Regions from separate parts of the Sus scrofa genome. Here region 2 is linked to region 1. A link is a contact called in public HiChIP or PLAC-seq data. All regions are on one chromosome and are shown on one strand. The core of a region is the stretch at or near the end of the contact, and the rest is flanking DNA. Distances in the headings are between cores, read along the strand shown. Region 1 has its middle 110 kb from the start of CYSLTR2. Region 2 overlaps LOC110255759 (a long non-coding RNA gene).

Region 1 (3,608 bases), core at 599-3,098:
CTGTCCTTTCTCGAAGCCTCCTGGATTCCTGACCCAGAAACATCCTCTGACTTTGGCCCTGAGTTGCCCCCGCCCTGCCTTTTCCTGCCCTGAATGTGTTTTTAACGTGATGCCACCTCGAGCCTTCTTCATCCTAATTTACCATTTGTATACTAGTCATCGACGCTGACCATATTAAGCCAAAGGAATTTGTGGAAGGACATAAGGGCTCAGAGAATCAACAGGAGACTGGAGGCATTAAACCATTAAAATTGACGGAACCAAGGGAACCCAGAGACCAGATGCAAAAAGAGCTACAACCCATGAAGGTGGGTTGATTGGCCACTGTCCCTGGTCCCTGTGATGACTGTCCATTTCTCGTGTTGTTTCAGCACTTGCTCAAGATTCCAATTCCTATGACAGTGAGTCTGATTAGTTGAGCCCAGATCAGAAAGAGGGAGGATGGGTTCCTTTCAGGTTCCTTAGAGGAAGGGATGTGTCTTCTGCCCCATCAGGACCACACACACACACCAGGGAAGGACAGTTCCCTCCAATGAAATCAGGATGCTGTCAAAGAGCATTGATGGTGAACAGCCAAAAGCAACAAATGACCATTTTCTACCCATTATCTTGTGTTTCAAAATCCATGACTGACCTTTTGATTCTAAAATGATCACAACTCCACATTTCCATTACATCTTAAAAACTCCTAATTACCTTGGTTCACTTCTTACTTCACATCTCTTAAAAGAGTTTCAATCTTGGGCTGAATCATCAATGATTTGGGATTTTTTTTTTTAGGGCCACACCTGCGGCACATGGAAGTTCCCAGCCTAGAGGTCCAACCAGAGCTACAGCTGCCAGCCTACACCACAGCCACAGCAACACCAGATCCAAGCTGCATCTGTGACCTATACCACAGCTCATGGCGATGCTCGATCCCCAACCACTGAGCGAGGCCAGGGATCGAACCTACAACCTCATGGTTCCTAGTTGGATTCATTTCTGCTGCGCCATGATGGGAACTCGGATTTGGGATTTTTTTTAACTATATCAACAACCAATTTTATAATCTGCAAAATGTTTAATAAATGTGAAGTGTGAGGATAGAGTCTACTACCATCCCTGTAAATCAAGTCCAAATGACAAATACCTTTCCGGGCATTAAATAGGCTCCCCAGTTTAGTACACTGGGTTTCCAGTAGACATCTGGGATAAATAAGAGCGTGTGTGTGTTTTCTTAAGCTTCTGGTTTAGCAGTCAACAAAACAGCATGTTCTCCACAAAAAATGCTGTTAAGATGCATGGTATTTCTCCAGTAAGACACACATACCATTCAACAGGCATCAGGCGTTTATAAAGTGAGTCCTTCACTCTTGCTCCACTGCCCATCGGGGACGGTTTCAGGCTCAGCCTTCATTCCTGGCTCTTTGTACAGGCCAAACCTCCTTCCCAGGAGCCCTCCCGGAGGTTGGTGTGCACAGCGCCTGCTGTGGCCAACGAAACTGTGTTGCTGCATATGGCCCACGTCAGTGACTTGGCGCTCGGACCAAAGTTAATATTTGGTAAACAAGCCTGCTGCCTTAAATTCCCCTTGAATCACTTTTCCTGTTACACAACCATTCGGTCAAGGAAATGCTGTCCACACAGATGAGTGGTGAAAACAGGGCCTGTCTCTAAACCAGCTTCGGCTGCAGAAGGGGAATGAGACGCCTGCTCCCTTTGTCTGGGCCCCAGGCCTGCAGATGCTGACCCTCTCCAGCGCCCTGCTGTAGAAGGGCTTCCCTCCCTCTCTCCTGGAGACAGACCCTTACACCAGCTTACACTGGCTGCCTGCGATGTATTATGTAATGCTGACTCTGTACCACCTGCGGTGAGTCACCAGGTCAGACTGCACTTGTCTAGAACAGAGAAATTCTTGACAAAAACGCACAAAGTGGCGGAGGAAGAGGAAACGGTTGATAACGCTCCCTCCATCACTCTGAGCTTCATCACTAACTTGTCTTCTGTGTTATTTTTGGAAGTGATTTCATTCTATGCTTGCTGGTCTCTGGTTACTTATCTTACTCTGGCATGTTTCATAAGGAAGATGAAGAAGATCGACCTCTTCTCTACACCTCATTTGTCTTCCTAAGACTCACAGCAGGGTATTCGTATTCCACATGCCATGGGACTATTACAAATATATATAAAGGCAAACAACAATACTCTCTGCTTCATAGAAGCGCAATAAATACTTGCTGATAAAAAGCCAAACCCCATCCAAGGAGAAAAGAAAATGCCAGTTATGCAATGATTCCTCTTTATAACCAATCAAGGGCCCTCATTCATTCACTCATTACATTTATTGAGTGCCTCCACGGCCAAGCACAAGGCCAAACAAGACACAGTCCCTGCTTTCACAGAGCAACAGATAGTGATCAAATCATTACACATACATGCAAAGTGCAATGGTGACCAATGTTAAGAAGAGATATAAAATGCTATACAAACTACACAATGAGATCTGATAAGCCAGACAGATCAGGAAAGTCTTCTCTGAAGAAACGGCACTTGCGCTGAGATCAGAAAGGTGAGCAGGAGTTCCTGTCGTGGCACAGTGGTTATCGAATCCGACTAGGAACCATGAGTTGTGGGTTTGATCCCTGCCCTTGCTCAGTGGGTTAACATCCGCGTTGCCGTGAGCTGTGGTGTAGGTTGCAGACGCGGCTCGGATCTTGCGTTGCTGTGGCTCTGGCGTAGGCTGGCAGCTACAGCTCTGATTCGACCCCTAGCCTGGGAACCTCCATATGCCGCAGGAGTGGCCCAAGAAATGGCAAAAAGACAAAAAAAAAAAAAAAAGAAAAAAGAAAAAGAAAGGTGAGCAGAACTTACACAGCGGAGAAGAGCAGAAACGAGCATCTCAGGCTAAGAGAAGAGCTTGGGGCAACTGAAAAGTCATTGTGTCTGGACAAAGGGAGTGAGGGGAAGCAAGACAGGACAGGAGCCTGAAAGCCAGCCAAGGGACACACTCAGGAGTCCGCCTTGTCCTAAGAACCACAAGAAATCACTGAAAGACTTTTCAGGCCCTGGAACGAGCACACCTGGGCTGGGCTTGCAGATGGAGACCATGAAACTCATGGGTACCAATCAGTTCCCCTCACAAGCTCTCTGAAGCATCACAGTAGATATGAGAACAACATGGACAAAAGATACCTCGCGGGTCCCCACTCTACTTCTCATGCATCTTAGGGTGTCAGCTATGACCAGTAGGCTGTCAGAGAGGCCAAGCCTTTAAGTGTGAAACTTAACTATGGGGCTTCCAGTATTTATTTGCTCAGCCATGTAAGGCAGCAGCCTGCCCACTCAAAAACCCACGTCACCCGGCTTAAAGTCTCAGGTCTGGTGATGAAATTCTCACTGGGCTGTATTTAAGACTTTTCTGTGCTTTGTTGCAAAACCTGGGAATTTTCTATCTGTGTCCATTTAGGGGCTTTCCATTGGCCAAACCTCGCTGTTTGGCCACAGGGTTTCAAAAGAGGGTTAGTAATACAGAGATTTTTATTCTGAAAGTATTGCTTTGGGTCCAACGTGTGGAACCATTACAGGAGGTCTGTGTTGGGGGTGGTGAGAGCAATGAGAAGGTGATA
Region 2 (3,608 bases), core at 627-3,126, 140 kb before region 1:
TTTGGGGACATAGCCTTTATTTTATTTCATTTTTTCTCTTTAGGGCCACACCCGTGGCATATGGAAGTTCCCAGGCTAGGGGTTGCATCGGAGCCATAGCCGCCAGCCTACACCACTGCCACAGCAACTTGGGATCCAAGCCACACCTGTGACCCACACCAGAGCTCATGGCAACGCCGGATCCTTAACCCACTGAGCAAGGCCAGGGATCGAACCTGTATCCTCAGGGATCCTAGTCAGGTTTATTAACCGCTGAGCCACAAAGGGAACTCCTTGGGGACATAGCCTTTAAACTGCCACCACAGCATAGAATTAGGGGGTTTAGAGATAAGGGGCTAAGTGGACCTTGCGCTTTCTTCCATTTACCATCATGTGTAATCTTTCTGCAGGACCCTGGCGGATGAGCATTATAATTTCCCCACTTTTCACATGAAGAATCTGAGAAGCAGAAAGCTGAGAGGGGATTCAAGTCCTTAGTTCTGGCTTTTCTGCTCTATTTTTTTTTTTTTTTCTTTTTTGGCTTGGAGGTCTCTCATGGCTATCATTTAATTTCTTTCTTTCTTTCTTTTTTTTTAATCTTGTCCACAGCATGTGAGGACGTTCCTGGGCCAGGAATTGAACCCTTGCCACAGCAGTGACAATGCTGTATCCTTAACCTGCTAAGCCACCAGGGAGCTCCTCACTTATTTTATGCAGTAGCTGAAACTAAGAATGTATTTTCTATAATCCCTTTGTGTGTCTGATAAAACAAATACCTGCTTGTTGGTTGGCACATCTCTCAAACCTCCAGGAGACTATGAAGTGGGTATTTCTGCATCCCCAAGGGCCTCCCTCTCTGAACTAGATCTCTGAGGTAACCCTTGGTGAACAGTTTGAAGCCGGACCCCAGGATTCATCAAGGCTATTCATTTCTTGAAGCTTCCTGTCTCTTCTCAAGGGTCTGCCTCAGGCCTGCCTTTGCTTCACTGGATCATTTCCAGGAAGCTTTCCGCAGTGTGCCGTGAGAAGCCTGAAGGCTGCTACAGCTGGGGACACGCCAGCCTGCTGTGTGTGCATTGTCTCAGGGCCTGGCTCAGCCCTCTAGGGGACCCAACCCATCCTCTCCTGGTTTCTCATTTACTGCGGGAAAAGTATCTCTTTTCCGGGGGATTTTTTTCTGTTTTTGGCTTTTCTTTTTTTAGGGCCGCTCCTGTGGCATATGGAGGTACCCAGGCCAGGGGTGGGAGGGGAGCTGCAGCTGCCGGCCTCCACACCACAGCCACAGCAACCTAGGATCCAAGCTGTGTCTGGGGCCTACAACACGGCTCACGGCAATGCCGGATCCTCAATCCACTGATCGGGGCCAGGGACTGAACTCGCGTCCTCATGGATAGCAGTTGGGTTCATTACTGGTGAGCCACAGTGGGAACTCCCTTTTTTCCCTTTTTCCCTCATCCTGTTTCTGCTTGGGGAGTGAGTACAGAGGTGGGTGGGAGGGAGGAAAATCGGAAAGGAAAATCACTTTGCTGGAATAAGCGGATGAGTCTTCCCACTGAGATGATTTCCTCAGGTGACAGGCTGTGAGGCTTAGGAGACTGGCAGCAAGATTCTGTGGCCACCCAAGTCATTCTTGCAAACCAGGCACACCAGGGATTAGCTTTCTGGCTGTCAGGGAAGGATTTGTCAGGGTAGCTAAGTGTTTTGATTAATTAACTTAAAGCTGGGATCCTGTATAAATGCAAATTGTCATACCTCCTCTCACCCACTGAGTGCCTCTCTCAGACCAAAATGGGTAGGAGCCGAGGAAGAAGAGGTGGAGCTGGAATCACTGCCTGGCTGTGACTCCATCTGCAGTGGTCTCTGGGGGAGGAGGGCGACTCCGCTTGTGCAAGCGCCACTGTCACAATCCAGCACTGCAAAACGGGACCACGTGAGGAGGAGGCTCACCCTTTGCCACCATGTTCAGCTCCTGACCTTAACCGAAAGAGGAACACAGCGTGGCCATCAGAAATCTTTTAGAGGGATGTCGACACCCTTCCAATCTCTGAACGTACAAAGGCACGTGCACTTGGGCAGTTTTTCAGTACCTCTGATTCTGACCTCATCCTTCTTGGACAGTGGTGTTTATTTTTATTTGCATGCAGGGTCAAGTGTACGGTGGGGAAAGGAGGCCTCACAGGGTGGCAGGAGCAGATGCAGCGCCCTGTCCACACACACCAGAAAGCTTGAAGGGAAAGGCGGGAAGAGCCAGGAGGCTGGCCACACATCCCCAGGTGCCATTGACTGCTTGGGTGAACTTGGGCATGAAACCTAACTGCTGGGGCCACCAGTCATCAGTGGACATGGGGCTCACCTCACAGGAAGGCTGAGGAACCTCAGTAAGATGTGTCTGCAAATGGCTCAGCACGACACACACGATAACTGCTTAACAAATACTCGCTTGTACTTGACCATGACTCTGTCCCATCTGAATTTATTTGCTTTTGATAACTTTGCTCCCAGAACCTGCAGAGGGTGGCAGAGCGCTGCTGTTGGCGGTCCCTTCTTCCTGCCTTTTCTCAGGGCTTGTAAAACTGGTTTAATTGCTTTTAAAATCAGAAGAAAAAAAAAGCCACATTAAAAAAATAACTCTTCTGGAATTTGTTGTCCATATGCTTTTAAAATTTTTATTTATTTATTGCTTTTTAGGACCACACCTGTGGCATATGGATGTTCCCAGGCCAGGGGTCAAATCGGAGCTGCAGCCTGGGCCACAGCCAAGCAGTGCCGGATCCTTTAACCCACTGAGCAAGGCCAGGGATTGAACCCACATCCTTATGGATACTAGTCAGGTTTGTTACCGCTGAGCCACAATGGGAACTCCCAAAAAACAGATTTTAATGAATATATAGCAATGAATCCACCCAGGATTATACTAATCTTTATGCCAGCAGAGTCACCAAATAACATTTACAATATTTTTTCAGTGGAGGAAAGGACCGCAAAAGTCTTAATTGGGCCCTGCAGGTTCCAGAACTCACAGGGGTTGGCAGCTAGGTCTGGCTTTTGGCAAAGGTCAGGGGGCTGAACCCACCAAGTCCCTGAGGGGAAAGTAGGAGACATCCTTTATCTGCCACGGAAAAGCACAGACCTTTTTCCTAGAGCAAACTCAGTGCTCAGACATGCAGAACAAATAGCTCCTGTTTGCCCAGGTCACTGCACAGGCGGAGTCTGAGGGGAAATCTTGCAGTGAGAGCGTGGGGCTGTGGGGACAGTCCTGGATTCAGCGTGGAGGACAAAGGGGGCCACACGCGGCATTTTTCAAACAGCTGAAGCTCGCATCTTACATCCTGTACGAGTGCTTCTTAATGCCAGCCATTTTGGAAGGAAACCTCTTTATAATGTGCCTAGCCTTCTCTGATAAGCTGAGCATTTTAAACATTTATGAGTGCTATGCACACACACACACACACATGCACACACACATACACACATTAAGTCCAATAGCCCTGAAAGATTAAGACAAATAAGAGGGTTCCCCGCTTCACATTTCAGTCTTTCTGGGTTCCTTATCCTGCTCCTTGAAGGCAATTATCTTCAACCCTTCTAAGCCCCTTCTATTTTTTCTGTATTTAACTGGATGTTTCTAA

The links. HiChIP or PLAC-seq counts read pairs in DNA pulled down with a chosen protein or histone mark.
Region 2: an H3K27ac HiChIP or PLAC-seq map of alveolar macrophages shows a contact between it and region 1. The contact joins two enhancer-like sites. A contact is called at or near these places in 2 of 47 Hi-C or Micro-C datasets (embryonic fibroblasts and heart right ventricle) and 1 of 2 datasets of contacts at active chromatin or transcription factors (alveolar macrophages).

The regions. Positions count from the first base shown.
Region 1 is chr11:18,903,816-18,907,423 of Sscrofa11.1, reverse strand. No RefSeq gene overlaps it. Among named protein-coding and RNA genes, the nearest start is that of CYSLTR2, 110 kb to the left of the region's middle. Within about 2 kb of position 1,848, at least 25 of the 83 cell types and tissues checked have an H3K27ac peak or open chromatin away from gene starts, as enhancers often do. A contact at or near this core is called in alveolar macrophages, where this site is marked.
Region 2 is chr11:19,048,184-19,051,791 of Sscrofa11.1, reverse strand. The region is part of intron 1 of LOC110255759 (a long non-coding RNA gene); the gene reads left to right. Among named protein-coding and RNA genes, the nearest start is that of RCBTB2, 32 kb to the left of the region's middle. Within about 2 kb of position 1,876, at least 20 of the 83 cell types and tissues checked have an H3K27ac peak or open chromatin away from gene starts, as enhancers often do. A contact at or near this core is called in alveolar macrophages, where this site is marked.